3 separate regions of the Mus musculus genome follow, and regions 1 and 2 are each linked to region 3. Evidence: chromatin contacts called from public HiChIP or PLAC-seq and promoter capture Hi-C data. All regions are on one chromosome and are shown on one strand. Each heading gives the region's core, a stretch centred on a gene start, on an enhancer-like site or on the middle of the called end of the contact. The rest is flanking DNA. Distances are from core to core; before and after follow the strand shown. Region 1 overlaps Palld (palladin, cytoskeletal associated protein). Region 2 overlaps Palld (palladin, cytoskeletal associated protein). Region 3 overlaps Palld (palladin, cytoskeletal associated protein).

Evidence for each region. Promoter capture Hi-C pulls out the DNA fragments that hold promoters and counts their contacts. HiChIP or PLAC-seq counts read pairs in DNA pulled down with a chosen protein or histone mark.
Region 1: a promoter capture Hi-C map of cranial neural crest shows a contact between it and region 3. The contact joins two enhancer-like sites. A contact is called at or near these places in 1 of 39 promoter capture datasets (cranial neural crest), 1 of 484 Hi-C or Micro-C datasets (ventricular fibroblasts) and 6 of 115 datasets of contacts at active chromatin or transcription factors (embryonic hindbrain, embryonic limb bud, extraembryonic endoderm stem cells and 3 more).
Region 2: an H3K27ac HiChIP or PLAC-seq map of extraembryonic endoderm stem cells shows a contact between it and region 3. The contact joins two enhancer-like sites. A contact is called at or near these places in 3 of 39 promoter capture datasets (cranial neural crest, frontonasal cranial neural crest and second pharyngeal arch cranial neural crest) and 2 of 115 datasets of contacts at active chromatin or transcription factors (extraembryonic endoderm stem cells and trophoblast stem cells).

Annotation. Positions count from the first base shown.
Region 1 is chr8:61,605,630-61,610,356 of GRCm38.p6, reverse strand. All of the region lies in intron 10 of Palld (palladin, cytoskeletal associated protein), which reads left to right. Among named protein-coding and RNA genes, the nearest start is that of Gm35254, 12 kb to the left of the region's middle. Within about 2 kb of position 2,611, at least 210 of the 459 cell types and tissues checked have an H3K27ac peak or open chromatin away from gene starts, as enhancers often do. A contact at or near this core is called in extraembryonic endoderm stem cells, where this site is marked.
Region 2 is chr8:61,627,450-61,631,896 of GRCm38.p6, reverse strand. All of the region lies in intron 10 of Palld (palladin, cytoskeletal associated protein), which reads left to right. Gm35254 (a long non-coding RNA gene) reads right to left here. Exons shown (of 2, transcript XR_001778560.2): 1 at 1,379-4,447; 2 at 572-1,233. Among named protein-coding and RNA genes, the nearest start is that of Gm35254, 9.2 kb to the right of the region's middle. Within about 2 kb of position 2,781, at least 40 of the 459 cell types and tissues checked have an H3K27ac peak or open chromatin away from gene starts, as enhancers often do.
Region 3 is chr8:61,847,203-61,851,645 of GRCm38.p6, reverse strand. All of the region lies in intron 2 of Palld (palladin, cytoskeletal associated protein), which reads left to right. Among named protein-coding and RNA genes, the nearest start is that of Palld, 53 kb to the left of the region's middle. Within about 2 kb of position 2,860, at least 16 of the 459 cell types and tissues checked have an H3K27ac peak or open chromatin away from gene starts, as enhancers often do. A contact at or near this core is called in extraembryonic endoderm stem cells, where this site is marked.

The sequences.
Region 1 (4,727 bases), core at 1,362-3,861, 240 kb after region 3:
TTTTCATATTTAAAACAAATGTGGGGAAGCATATGGCAACCATTTTCTCTCTTTTTTTTTTCTCCATCAAAACCTGGAGTATAAATTAGAAAATTGGAGACTTTCTAAACAGGCATGGAAATTAGAATGTGAATTAAAAGTTTTCCTGTTTCCCAACCCCGTCCCCTCCTCGCTTCCTGTATCCCCCCCTTCCTCTCCTCCTTTTCACCCTTCCTCCCTCCTCCCCTTTCCCTTCTTTGGATTATAGATTCCCCACCTAGTCTCAGCAGCCCAGATGTTTGTCTCTCTGAAGACAAGCCCAGCAATGAGAGCCCTCCCAAAGGCTAATAGACAGTTGAAACACTAGCATGGAAATATATGTAATCTCTGGGGCTCTTTAAGTATAGATTCCTTTTCTTTGGGAAAAAAAGGCAATCCCTGTGAAAAAAATAATTTTGGCATATATCTTGATATATTTCTGACCTCATGTTTGAAGATCTAGGTAGTATCCACACCCCCTTCCCCCCGTAACTATAACTGTAAGATCAAGTTGAAGCTAAAGCAAGATGATACAAAGACACTATTATGATTTTACCAGAATCCTAGATTTTTAAATTTGTGTTCTCTAGCTATGTCATGTCCAACCTTTTACTGAGAACCCAGGCACAATAGAAGGAAGACATGAGAACCTTCACCTGGTTCTGAGCAAAGCAACAGTAATGTGCAGAAAATGAGATGAGTTCAGCCAGAGACATTTGAAAGATGCTGTGATGGTGTTGGTATGAGAACTGAGAACTGCTCACCTCCGTTCCATCTTGCTCTGTGAGCTCCCAGTGTCCTGGAGTCATCCTAAGCTCAGGGCAAGGTGAGGATGAGGAAGGCCAGGGACAGGCATGGAAGAAACAGAGTCAACGGGTAAGCTCTTTCTTCCGAAGAGGCAGCATGAAATGAAGGAACAACAGATAGTTGTTTCCAGTCTGTCCTTCTGGGTTTTGCTAGCATTTGTTAATCATTCCCAAGGATTGAGACCTTGAGTACATACTGGTGACACTGTTCAATATTTCTGGCATAGAGTTTCAATATTTCCTATACCTAGACTAGTTCATTATATAGTCCAGGCTAGCCCTGAATTTCTTGTCTAGCCCAGGCTCACCTTGAAATTATAGGCCTCCTGTCTTAGCTGAATTGCAGTCATATACTACCACATCCAGTTAGAACAGCACTGTTTTCTCTTAGCAGAACTGTATGGTGCTCCTGTGGTAGAAGGAAATAAAATGATGCACAGGTTCCCCACTTCCTGGGACTGGGGAGATGACATAATGGTAATGTGCTGTATAACAATGATGATCTGAGTTCAGAGCCCATGTAAAAGCCAAAGGTGGTGACGTTCCTCCATCATCCCAGCACTCCTATAGTGAGCTAGGAGGCAGAGACAGGAGAATTCCCAGGAGTTCACAGGCCTACTGCACCAGTGAATCTCAGAGACTGTCCCAACAGATGGGAGGCTACAGTAAACAGCTAAGGTAGTACTTTGACAAACATACAAACTCACTGTACATGTCTGCATACACACACACACACACACACACACACACACACGGGTGGGGGTGTTAAAAAATTCACAAGTTTCATATGTTGTAAAACTTAAACAAATTTGAACCCATAAGCCACACTGTAAAACACCTGAGACTCATTGAGGGTATAAGTAATAGAAATAAATGGAAGCGTGTATTTGAGTACGAGTGTGTGTGTGTGTGTGTGTGTGTGTGTGTGTGTGTGTACATGCACATGCGCAGTGAGATGAGACAAGGTCTCGATGTGTAGCCCTAGCTGGCCTGGAACTTGCTATGTGGACTAGGCTGTACTCAGACACAGAGCTGAGCTTGCAGAAGGTACATTTATGCACTGTCTACAGCCAAGAATGATCTGAGTCTTCTCCAACAAAAGTTCATCCAAGCCCGTCTCAAAGTATCCTAAATAAAGAAGGGCAACACGGCACAAACTTTGAGAACTTGGTAAGCCAATTGCTGCTTCCACATCACTCACCATGGTAAGCACTATGGTACCAGGACAGGGACAAGAATGCTTTCTGGGTCCTTCAGTATGCTTTGTGCAATGACCAGACTGGTAGCTTTGAGTGTTGGTAGCAGCATCTAGCACAAAGCCTGGCAAATAATGAGGCCTCAGCAACTACCACAATGGACAAAGGAAGAAAAAAGATCGTTACTGGTGGCTAAATAAGAAATAATACCAACTTTAGTATATCCTGTATATTTTTGTTTCTAGCCTCTGGAAGTGAACTCCATTTTTGGTTTTGGTTTTTTGGTTTTGTTTTGTGTGTGTGTGTTTGTGTGTGTGTGTGTGTGTGTGTGTGTGTGTGTTTTGTTTTTGTTTTTATTTTTGTTTTTGAACAAGCCTTGGGAACAAACTGTGGATATTAATTGCATAAGGGTACCTTTTGAAAAAAATATTGTTCCTTCTTAATTTTTCAGTCCAGTTAGACAAAGGCTAATTGCTAAGGGAATAAAAGCTGGAAAACTGCTTTGTTCAGCTTATTGTTTCAGGTTCCCCTTTGCAGTGTGGATGATGTGTTTATTTGACATAATAAATACCACCGGCCACTTTGTTCCAAGACCCAAAAGGCTGTGTGCTTGCTTGGGAGGAATTTCTCGGTTGTTTATACGTAAGGAAACACTACTCTGTTTTATTGGATGGGGCTGGGGCAGCTTCTTTCTTAAATAGGGAATGTAGAGCGGGGAGCTTTTTTCCATACACATCCAAGCTGAGAGGCCAGGAAGGATTCTTCCACGCTTGCTTCGGATGCCTGGCTGTTCTCAACTCCAGAGAGCAAGGGAGACAGAATTCATTGGAAATGTGTCTCCTTTGGTTAGGAGCACAGACCTTTACTTTATGTGTTGGCAGAGCCACTTAAGCCTGTGCTACATATTTTCTTAAAGTATTAGCTGGAACATTTGGCATGGAGAAAGTTGAAAACCAAACCAGATCACACTCTGTCAGCCAGAGCTAAGTGGCAGGATGCTGCCATTAACCTTTAATTAAGTAGCCTGGGGTGAGAAGGATTGAGGGTTTGGGTTATTTTACGGTTTACCTGGGGTTGGTTTCTTTCTTTCTTTCTTTTTTAATACATACCTTATTACATGAGAAAAGCAGCGGTGTGAAATACACACTTTGGGGTGAATTCCAGTGACTGCTGCAGAGTAACAATCCTCCCAAACTCTCTTTCCTTTTGATTTGCAGAAGGTACTCCTTAAATGGGCATAACTGGTGGCTGATTGGCTAATGAACTTCAGAGAAGGCTGAGTCAGAGCAAACAGTGGAAGCCAGCTACGTGTGTGTGTGTGTGTGTGTGTGTGTGTGTGTGTGTGTGTGTGTGTGTGTGAGTGAAGGGGGAGCAGTGGGCAAGGGGGCGGGGATGAAGGCAGTCTGCAAGCTTAGCAGAATGTTTGAACGAGACAAAGAGCAGTTCCAGCGACCAAATAAGGAAGTCGATGCTGAAATCTTTCAGAATAGAAGTGTGTCAGAGTGGAAGCAATCTGGGAGAGGGAAAGAAATGCGGCAGAATGGCAAAGGAATTTCTCTCTCTCTCTCTCTCTCTCTCTCTCTCTCTCTCTCACGCACACACACACACACACACACACACACACACACACACAAAGTCGACAGTGAACGCATCTCTAGCTATTAAACAGTGGTGAAACATAGAAACATACAGGCTGTGTCTAGCCTTTTCTGTGGTATTTTGTAGACAACTGCAGACATGCTTAGAAGCTCTTAGAAACTGCTGAAGTAATAAATAAACTGTATCTTGTAACACAGAGACACACAAAAACACACAAGATGAATACTGGGAAACTCCGTGGGCCCTCTCTTATCTGTAACTATTAAAACTTTGTAAATGAAAATAACTGAAGTTACTAAGAACCTTGAAAGACAATGTTTAACTATCTTAAACCTTGACTTTAAGCATCCTTTAAAAACAATGCAGACTACTTACCCTAATAGTCAAGTATCCATTATGTACTAGGAGTTCCTTACTGTGTATAGTTTAAATATGCAAGTTGTTACTGAAGTTGTTGAAGAGAACCTCCATTGTGTGTCTTCAAAATACCACCTTCCAGACTTCCCAAAGCAACATTATGAATGACAGTATGGATGAGGACTAATATTATTATTAGTAGTAGTAGTATTAGTATTTGTCTACACTATGGTTTAGACAGGACATGGCTTGAGAAGAAGAGTTTCAAATACTCCTAGGCATAATAAGAAATGCCATCTGATTTGCTTTGTGTTCTTGTCACTGGTTGGTGCCACAAACCCAACATTATGGAATTTCTTTCCTGATAACTAGAAACCTATTTAAATGGACACAGCTAATGAGGAATACAAGGCATTGGTCCTGAGTTAGCTTTTTCAAAATCTTGAATGAACCTAAGTCCTTTGACAGCTTTAAGTTAGGGTAGAGAACAGATCTGTTCTTCTCTTCCCACTCCAGATACACAGGGGGACCACCCACATTTGAATAAGGACGTATTAGACCTCTATCTAATAAGAACTAGAAGAGTCTGGGCACAGATCTGACAGATGGGCGATAAACAGTCTCAACACCCCAAAGACTGACCACCACCTTTAGATGACTGTAGCATGCTAAGTACATCCTGGGTCTACACCTCCTTAAATGTAAACATAATCTTCACTTAGTGCCACCTGCCCCACTCTTCTGTAACATG
Region 2 (4,447 bases), core at 1,532-4,031, 220 kb after region 3:
CACATGGTAGATACACACAATAAATACTTATATGACGATTTTTGCCTAGCAGTGAAGCACTATTTTAAGTAACTCAAAATAGAAGATCATTTATTCCTTACTCACTGTCAAGAAGATAGCATTATCTACATCTTACAGATGAGAAACTGAGTTCAGAAAGGCTGTGCGACATACGTCCACGCCCACGTGACTTGTTAAAGACATCAGAACCTAAGCAAGTAGACTGGCTTCACTGGTCCTCCTCTCAACACTTTAAAAATATAACATTCAGCTTTCAATCATTCACTTTATTGGCACCAGGGAGATAGCTGTGAAAGAAGCTAGCATAAAGTAATGGTGATCATGTGAATTTTTCTAAACTTAAGCATCAAACATTAGACTGTCTTCTCTTCATAAACTTCTGTGGATCGTGGGTTCCACTGTGGCTGGTTCATACTATCAGCACCCCAAATTACCTTTTGGGCTAAAAATGTTCTTGTCATAGTAATCCAAAACAAAAGACTCCCTTAACACACATACACACACACACTTTTTAATTTTTTCTATATTATAAACTTTATCACAAAGCACATAAAATCATCACTTTATTCCTTAGGAGCCATTAATTTCAGACTTTTCAATATAAACATACTGAAGAGAAATACAATTTGACAGGGAAATAGCATCTCCTTTTAAAACCTATATGTGGAAGTTCCATTTAAACATCTGTTTTACTTATACATGCCCTTATTCCCGAACACCTTACTCAGGAGTAGCCGCAAACGCGCATTCTATTTTGTGATTATTAGCCATGTAATGCACCGTGTATAAGCAACTGTGCCATATTCTTGTATTTTCTTTCTCTTTGCAGCAGCACATACAGTCATGTAGAAGTTTCTTTAATATTCACAATCAGCGGTGTGGCTTCAAAATGGTTCCCTGCACGGTTCTTCGAGTAGACTGTCTAGCTCTCTGCAGCTTTGTTCCTCGCTCAGTCTTGGTGTTTTTTCTTTACAGTTCTTTACTCTGCTTTTAGTATAAGTTTTGTGAAGCCTCTTTTACTTGACTTAACAACCACCGAATGGTTTTCATATAGTTTCATTAGTGTTCATTATCATTTTCTCCTTGCTGTAGGGTCAAAGCAATTTAAAAACTGTTCCTCCTGATCCCGCCTGTGCCATTGGGAGGAGGTGCAGGGTGTGCTGACTGCAGTGATAAATCCAAAAATCCACATCTGTCTGGCTTGGTCTCAGCCTCATGAAACATCAAAAACAAAATAAATATTTTACCAATTAATTTTTTACATTACTCAATCTAGCTTCCCTTTTGTAGTCTTTGAGTCTGTATTTCCCCCCCCCGCCCCCCCCCACACACAAAATTATCCAGCATTATCTCTTACCTCATGTTTTCTCCCTCCTGTAGACAGTCATTGGGAAAATGTTGCTGTGGATAGACCCAATAGTAACCTGTAGGAATTGTCCACTTTCTGGAGTTAGGTTACATATTTAAATATGTATATGCCTATGTGAATGTGGTTTTTAAAGAGCAAGTAATGAATTTGCACTATAATTGTTCAAAATGAGCTCTGTTTAAATGTTAAAATAATATTACCATCCCCTAAAAGGAGTCACATTTCTCTCCTGCACTCTGTGTGTGTGTGTGTGTGTGTGTGTGTGTGTGTGTGTGTGTGTGTGTGTGTGTGTGTGTTTGTATTGACAGTTATGTAAGCTTGTCTCTAGGGACTCGAAGAACACATACAGTGAACACCTATAGCCATCCCCTGGTCCTAATGAGTCACTGGTAAGTCAGGACTGTAAAGGGTGACTCGGGTTCTAGCACAAACTACCCAGAAGTCTACAGCAATGCTGGCTCATAGGCCAACTCAGGACAGTGCTTGCACATGGTGTTACAGGTACTGGAAGAAACTCCCGGGGCCTGTGAAGGCATCAGGAGCTTGGTTTACAATGTGAGAGAGACTTGGAGACCATCAATTCACAAGCAACCACCAAAGTGTGGAGGCAAAGACTCTTCAAAGGCGAGCCAGGCCTGAGAGTCTGGATTTCTTTGCACCTGCCTTTAAGCCAAGTGGTGACCCCTGGGAGGTGACAGGGAGACCCTGGGTTTCCCCAGCTCCTTCTCCCTTGGAAGTGCATGTCAAATGTGAGTTTCCTAGCAGATTCCTAGAGAGTGTGAAGCTGTTAAGTGCATAGTAGTCTACTCCAACAGACTTTTCTCATCCCAAGCAGACCCTGCTGGGCCACAAACAATACTGCTTTGTGAGCTCTGGTCAGTCTGCTCACAGGATACCTGTGGGGATTTCTTTTCCTGACTCTGTGAAGCAGCTGCCCTGAGACTTGGCAGGCAGGCACACTGAGCTCAGGGATATTCTGGCTGTGGGTGCCTTCCAACCCAGAGTGATCTCCCAGACATTTCCCTTTTGATGAAGCCCCAGGTTTTTTTGTAATGAAAGGCCATTACATGTGACATATAATGGGGCCCTGGCTGTGTTTCATTAACTTTTAATTTAGGCTGTTAGCATGGAATTAGTTAGCAGACTGGAGAATCAATCAGCTAACCAGTGGGACTCCATCTTAACAAGGAGAGTCCTGTAGGTGTTCAGATGTTAGCTCTGTGTGTGTGTGTGTGTGTGTGTGTGTGTGTGTGTGTGTGTGTGTGTGTGTGCAGGCTAAGGGGCTTTGCTCTTTGCTCCCAGCCCTACAGTCAACCACAGCTCCTGCTTCCTTGCTGCTGTCAAGTTAAGTCCCTGGCCAGAACACTGTGTGCATCACCCAACACTTATCTTCTCTGCAAACCCGAGTGTGAGTCATGACATCCAAAGAAAATTCCTTTTGCATGCTGATGAACTCAAGGGCTTTCAGAATTAAACCAAAATAAGTAACTCCGAGAATGGTGAAAATTTTGAACAGTTGCTCTTTGGCTAGAGGGCCCCGACATTCTGGGAAGATGTAAGTCTTCAGACATTCTCCAAGTCATCTTGAAGTTTCTGTATATGCTTCAGGGATGAAATCACTTCCCTCCTAGATTCTATCGCTGGATTAGAAGATCTGACAGCTGCTAATCTGGGCCAAACGACATAGTAAATAACTTCAGTTTCCAACCTAATGTCCCATCATCTCAAAGGAAGATGGCAGCCTAGCAGGCAGCTGGGGTTTACCCCAGTGGTTCTGAAGGATCTTCTAGGGATTTACAGAGCATCACATGACCGATTGGGAGAGGACAAGTTGTTCAAGTAGCTTCAGAAAGCCACAAGGAGACATGAATAGAGGGAGAAAAGTACTATAAGAAACGAAATACCAAGGCCCAGTAAAAAATGATAGACTAATGCAAAACACACATACCAGAAGAGTAACGTGCTCACAGACATCCACATTTAAACATCACAGAATGTACTATGAAGTACTACCCAGTCTTCATTTTAGAATAATTTACTATATCACACTCAGACATATGCATACTCAGTACAACAAGAAAAAAGACTAGATGAATAAATAATAGAATCATAGCCCTATTCTCTTCAGGCAGTGATCATCTGTGATCAAGTTAACATCTGTAGCTGTTAACTCACCTTTGGAAGGTCACTAGAAGTCGGCTCTCACAGTTTAACAGTTATTATATAGAAATGCTTATTTGTCCTAAAGCAGAAAAGATAATTGAGGGGTTCCTAGAGGAGGAAAACCTTTGATTCAATCTACAGCTTTAAAAGTCCTAAAGCCAGGTGGGGACATTCCTGGGTAGTAGAACGGTTAACACCCGAGAAGCTTTCCCAGGGTGTCCTTTGTATCCTGTATCCTGGGGTCCCACATGTGCAGATTCAGCCAAGCACAGACCAGAAAGGCTTGGATAGGAATTGCATGGGTATGTTTTTACCCTGCCATTATTCCCCCAAACAATACAGGGCAGCTACTATTTACATGACATGTTTCATTAGTGTTTCTACCATAAAGATGTTCTGAATCATACTAGGGGCTTGGGACATGGCTCAGCCTGTAAGGGTGCTTGGAGCCAAACCTGATTACCTGAGTTCAATCCCTGGGTGGGACCTGTGCTGGCTGGTTTTATGTGTCAACTTGACACAGGCTGGAGTTATCACAGAGAAAGGAGCTTCATTTGGGAAAATACCTCCAAGAGATCCAGTTGTGGGGCATTTTCTCAATTAGTGATCAAGCGGGGAGGGCTCCTTGTGGGTGGTGCCATCCCTGGGCTGGTAGTCTTGGGTTCTATAAGAAAACAGCTGAGCAAGCCAGGAGAAGCAAGCCAGTAAGAAACATCCCTCCAAGGCCTCTGCATCCACTCCTGCTTCCTGACCTACTTGAGTTCCAGTCCTGACTTCCTTAAATGATGAACAGCAATGTGGAAATGCAAGCTGAATAAACCTTTTCTTCCCCAACTTGCTCCTTGGTCGTGATGTTTGTGCAGGAATAGAAACCCTGACTAAGACAGGACCTAA
Region 3 (4,443 bases), core at 1,611-4,110:
ATTTCAAACTGTTTTTGTGGAGAATACAACCTACTGAGGGCATATTTCAGACATTAAAGACAAACAAATAAACAAAACAAGCAAAAGTCCCCACCTCCGTTCGGCCTTTTATAGTGCTAAGCAAGAAGCACACACATGACTCAACCCATCACCAACCACATCTTGTCAACGACGGGGCCATGGCAAGTGTTCCACATAGCTGTCACTTATCACTTCTGAGGCTGTTCTCCTCCAGTCTGCTGTGAAGCAAATTGTTTAGCTGTGATGTTGTATATCTCCAATTAACTCTCAATTTAAAGACCTTAATTATCTTATATCAACTAGCCAAGTACATAAATAGCTCATATTGAATCATGCTTACACTAATAATAAGACCCTCAAGGTTTGGCACCGATGTTTATCTCAGATAGGCTTCCAAAAACCATGATCATGATTCCCAACTCTCCAAACATCTTGAATCTTCAAATGTTGGCTGGATATCTTGTGAGAACAAGTTGGTTTTTTTGTTGTTGTTGTTGTTGTTGTTTTTTGGGTTTTTTTCAAGAGCTACAGTGTCTGTCTCCAGACCTGGCTTCAAATCAGACTGCAAAGTCAGATGAAATGAGAGGAGAAATTTTATCAAAATATTTTGGAGCTCCAAAACTGGGTAAAGGTTCATGGGAAGAAAATGTTTATTTCCTTTCAAACCAGTTAAGTGCAGTTTGTACCTATCCATGTTTATGTTCAACCTGTTATTACAGTAATAAATTGGACTGTTCCCCTAACTGAAAGTGAGAATAACTATTCAAGTAACTTTTATATTTATATTCTTGGATCCTTTCCCTGGTGTAACACACTAGAGTGGCAATATAAAAACAAGCTGTGTTTTTATTTAAATTGTTTTAATATATAGGCACCATAACTAAATACTTACTGGTGGTTAAGTAGTGTATTCAAGTTAAAGGGAAAACAAAAATAACAACAACAACAAAAATAAACAAAAGAATGAGCTGAAGTAAAATGGAAGTAATTCTTTACATTGTGTATGATTGTCCACATTCCTCAAGGTTGGAAAAATACATATTTGGTCAGTTATCCTAGGGAAGTTAGCCATTGCTTTTGGTTTTAGCTGAAGCATAGTGAAATGTTTCAAATCTCTTGCTAGAAAAAAAATAAAAAGGTGAAGCCTGGTGAGATGGCTCAGTGGAGGAGGGTGCCTGCCACCAAGCGTGAGGACCTGAGTTCAATCCTCCAGCTCTACATGATGACAGGATAGAGCAAGCTCCTGCAAGTTGTCCTCTGATTTCTCATGCCCTATGGTGTCTGTTTGAACACACACAGATCTCTAAATAAATATCCGAATGTAAATTTGAAGGCCATGGTGATGCAAGTTCAGACTAAATTTGCCTTAAAATTAAATAAAGTTATGGAATTGACTTTAACCCTACATTCTTCTTTGTTCAAATGTCCTGCGCCCATTCCATAGCATCCCCTTTTCAGTTTCCAGAAGGCCAGCAGCCACACAAGCTTGGACACATAATAAATCTTAGGGGTTTTTAATTGAATTTCAAATTACACTGGGAATACATTACAATAAACCCAGGTCTTTGGGGGGAAATCTTCTCCACAGTGAACTTCCTTCCCTGTCTTGGAAGCCATCTTCCAAGCCCATAACCTCATGCTCACATCAACCTGAATTTTAACCTGTCCCCAGCCCTCCCCTGAGAAAAAATGGATCTGTTGACCTGCAGAAAACGGCCTTTCACAGATTTGGGTAAATTTATAACATATAATAAAGTTAAGTATAGATTCGTAATTTGACATTTAAAAATAAATCCACCTGAGTACATGCTATGTGCGGAATTTTTTTAGCATCATGCACTATTTTCCGTAATCCTCACAGCAATGGAGGAAAATGGACCCAGGAAATAGAAATAACACTCCCAATGTGTTAGGGTGGGAAACGGTGCAGTCTGAGGCCCAATAAATCAAGTCTTTCTGTGTTGCAGGTGAAATCAGGTTTCGTTTCCTTTCCTGTTTTCCTTGGAGAGGGGCTGTGTAGATCATTGTCCAGGCAGCACACACAACTAAACCCACGCTCTCCCGTAAGGCTCACTTTTCATCTAATAAATTTCATCTAATTAATTAATTGTAGCTAATTTCCCCTAAAACAACCAGCCTCAAAATCAAAATGACCTCCATCGATTCTGTTGATTCTTCCAGCACAGCAGCCTACAGGCAGATTGGGCCCACTTCACCTGAAGGGAACTAGTCACGTTATAGTTCAGGATCCTTAGATCCAGGGGCTGGGGAGATGATGGCTCGGTGTGGGGCACTCGCTGCTTTTGCACAGGACCAGCGTTTGGTTCCCAGGCCCCTGGCTGCTGTCTCACAGCTTCAGAGAATCAGGCATCTTCTTCTGGTCTCTTCATGCACACAAGCACACATTCTCCCCAGTCTCTCTCCCTCCTCCCTTCCTCCCACCTTCCTTTTTTCCATGCTTCCCTCCCTTCCTCACTCCTCAAATAAAACTGAAAAAAGAAAAAAAAATCCTTTAAAGTCACTAATTGTTACCTGTTATACCAACATGTCATTGCTGGTCTTCGGTGGGGACAGGACCAGTCCACAGCTTTGCCCTGGCAAAATGTTTTAGTCTGTTCCCCCTGGCTGGTGCTTTAGTCTGTTTCCATGAAGGCCTTGTATGGTCCCTGACCCCAGCCTGCTGCCATCGGATTCCTTCTCAGCTTTTCACATTCCCAGGCAGAGATAAACTGCAATCGAGCTTAAAGGATCAGGAAGGCTTTCCCTTTGTGTGAGGGGTGATTAAGTTTGATCTGTGTCTGCTGCTGCTGCTGCGGTCATTTTCTTCCTTCTGCTTCTGAAACATAAGACTGTCCAATGGATACTTACTCCTCAGGTCCCTGGGGACTGCCCTAATTATGTCTTCATCCTGATACTGGCTTTCTTTCAGAGGGAAAGGCTGTGTCCAGCGGGTGACAATTCTATTTCAGTTAGCGAGAGTTCTGGCTGGTAAGATGAGAACAACTTGAAATTAGGATCGATGGCTTCATGTTTTGACTTCTTTTTTTTTTTTTTTTTAGGCAGAAGGTATGTTTGAGTGTGTGTTGTTTTGTTTGTTTGTCTTTCTTACTTCTTTCTTTTTTTTTTTTTTAAAATGAGGGCATCTATGTTTAAGTTTAAGATGAGGTATTAAACTCAGTATTCTTTTTTTTTTTTTTTTTTTTTAAAGATTTATTTATTTATTATATGTAAGTACACTGTAGCTGTCTTCAGACACTCCAGAAGAGGGAGTCAGATCTTGTTACGGATGGTTGTGAGCCACCATGTGGTTGCTGGGATTTGAACTCCTGACCTTCGGAAGAGCAGTCGGGTGCTCTTACCCACTGAGCCATCTCACCCTTTCTTACTTCTTTCTCTTTCCAGCTTCTTATTTTACCCATTAAGAAGTCACCCGCTAACACCGGGTGATGGGAAGTGAACTCCATTCTGCCCGAGAAAGCCTTCAGGTTATTAAACATTCTCTCACTGAACCAAAGTCCATCAGAGGCCTTCCCTGAACCAGCAGAGCTTTGAACGGATAGGAAGAAAAACTCGCTTGCTGGTTGTGTTTTTCAACACTGTGACCAACATTCTGAGAAACCGTTTTTAAAAGGAGCCCAGGCCGACATTGTCAGTGGTTTCTGTTCATGCCCCACTAGCTCCCTTGTTTCAAGCCTGTGGTGAGGCCGGGTGGCAAGGCAGAGAAGACTGAGACAAACAGAGATGCTCACTGCCTAGTGGATAGAACGCAGAGACAGGCAAGAAGCCGGAGGTACATGATAAACCCTTCTGGAACATTCTCCAATTCAGCTGTACTTCGTAATGACACCATAGGATTTGGAATCTATCAAGGGGTTAATCCGCACATTAGGACAGAGTACTAATGATTCAGTCAGTGATGGGATCCAACAGCTGGAGACAAAGCCTTCAGCAAATGTTTGAGAATTTCATAAGCAAGCCATGGCAATGCTGGGGTGATAAAGGCCTATTTTGCATCATGGTGTTATCAGATTAGCAGGCAAGTGGTGAAGCTTTTATCGGGTGTTACTGCTCATTTCTCCCCTCCCTTCATACCCCTGCCTGCCTCTCTCCCTCTCCCTCCCCCCTCTCTTCTCTCTATCCCCCAACTTTCTAACTCATAGAAAGGCAGAATTATTCCAAGCTGTTGACTGCTTGTGGGAGGAGTAGTTGGTCTCAGAATTCCTCCTGTCAAAGACTGTCTCCCTGCTAATGAGTGCAGTTCCTTCCAGTGAAACTTAGACTTGAAAGAAAACAGTGGTCAATAACACAGACACTCTCTTCAAGGTCTATGCAACCATGTGGCCTTCTTGTTACTTAGAATCCAATGAACCTGGGGAGGGTGTTCCCTATCTCTACCCAGCTCAAGCTGGGAAGATTTGGAGT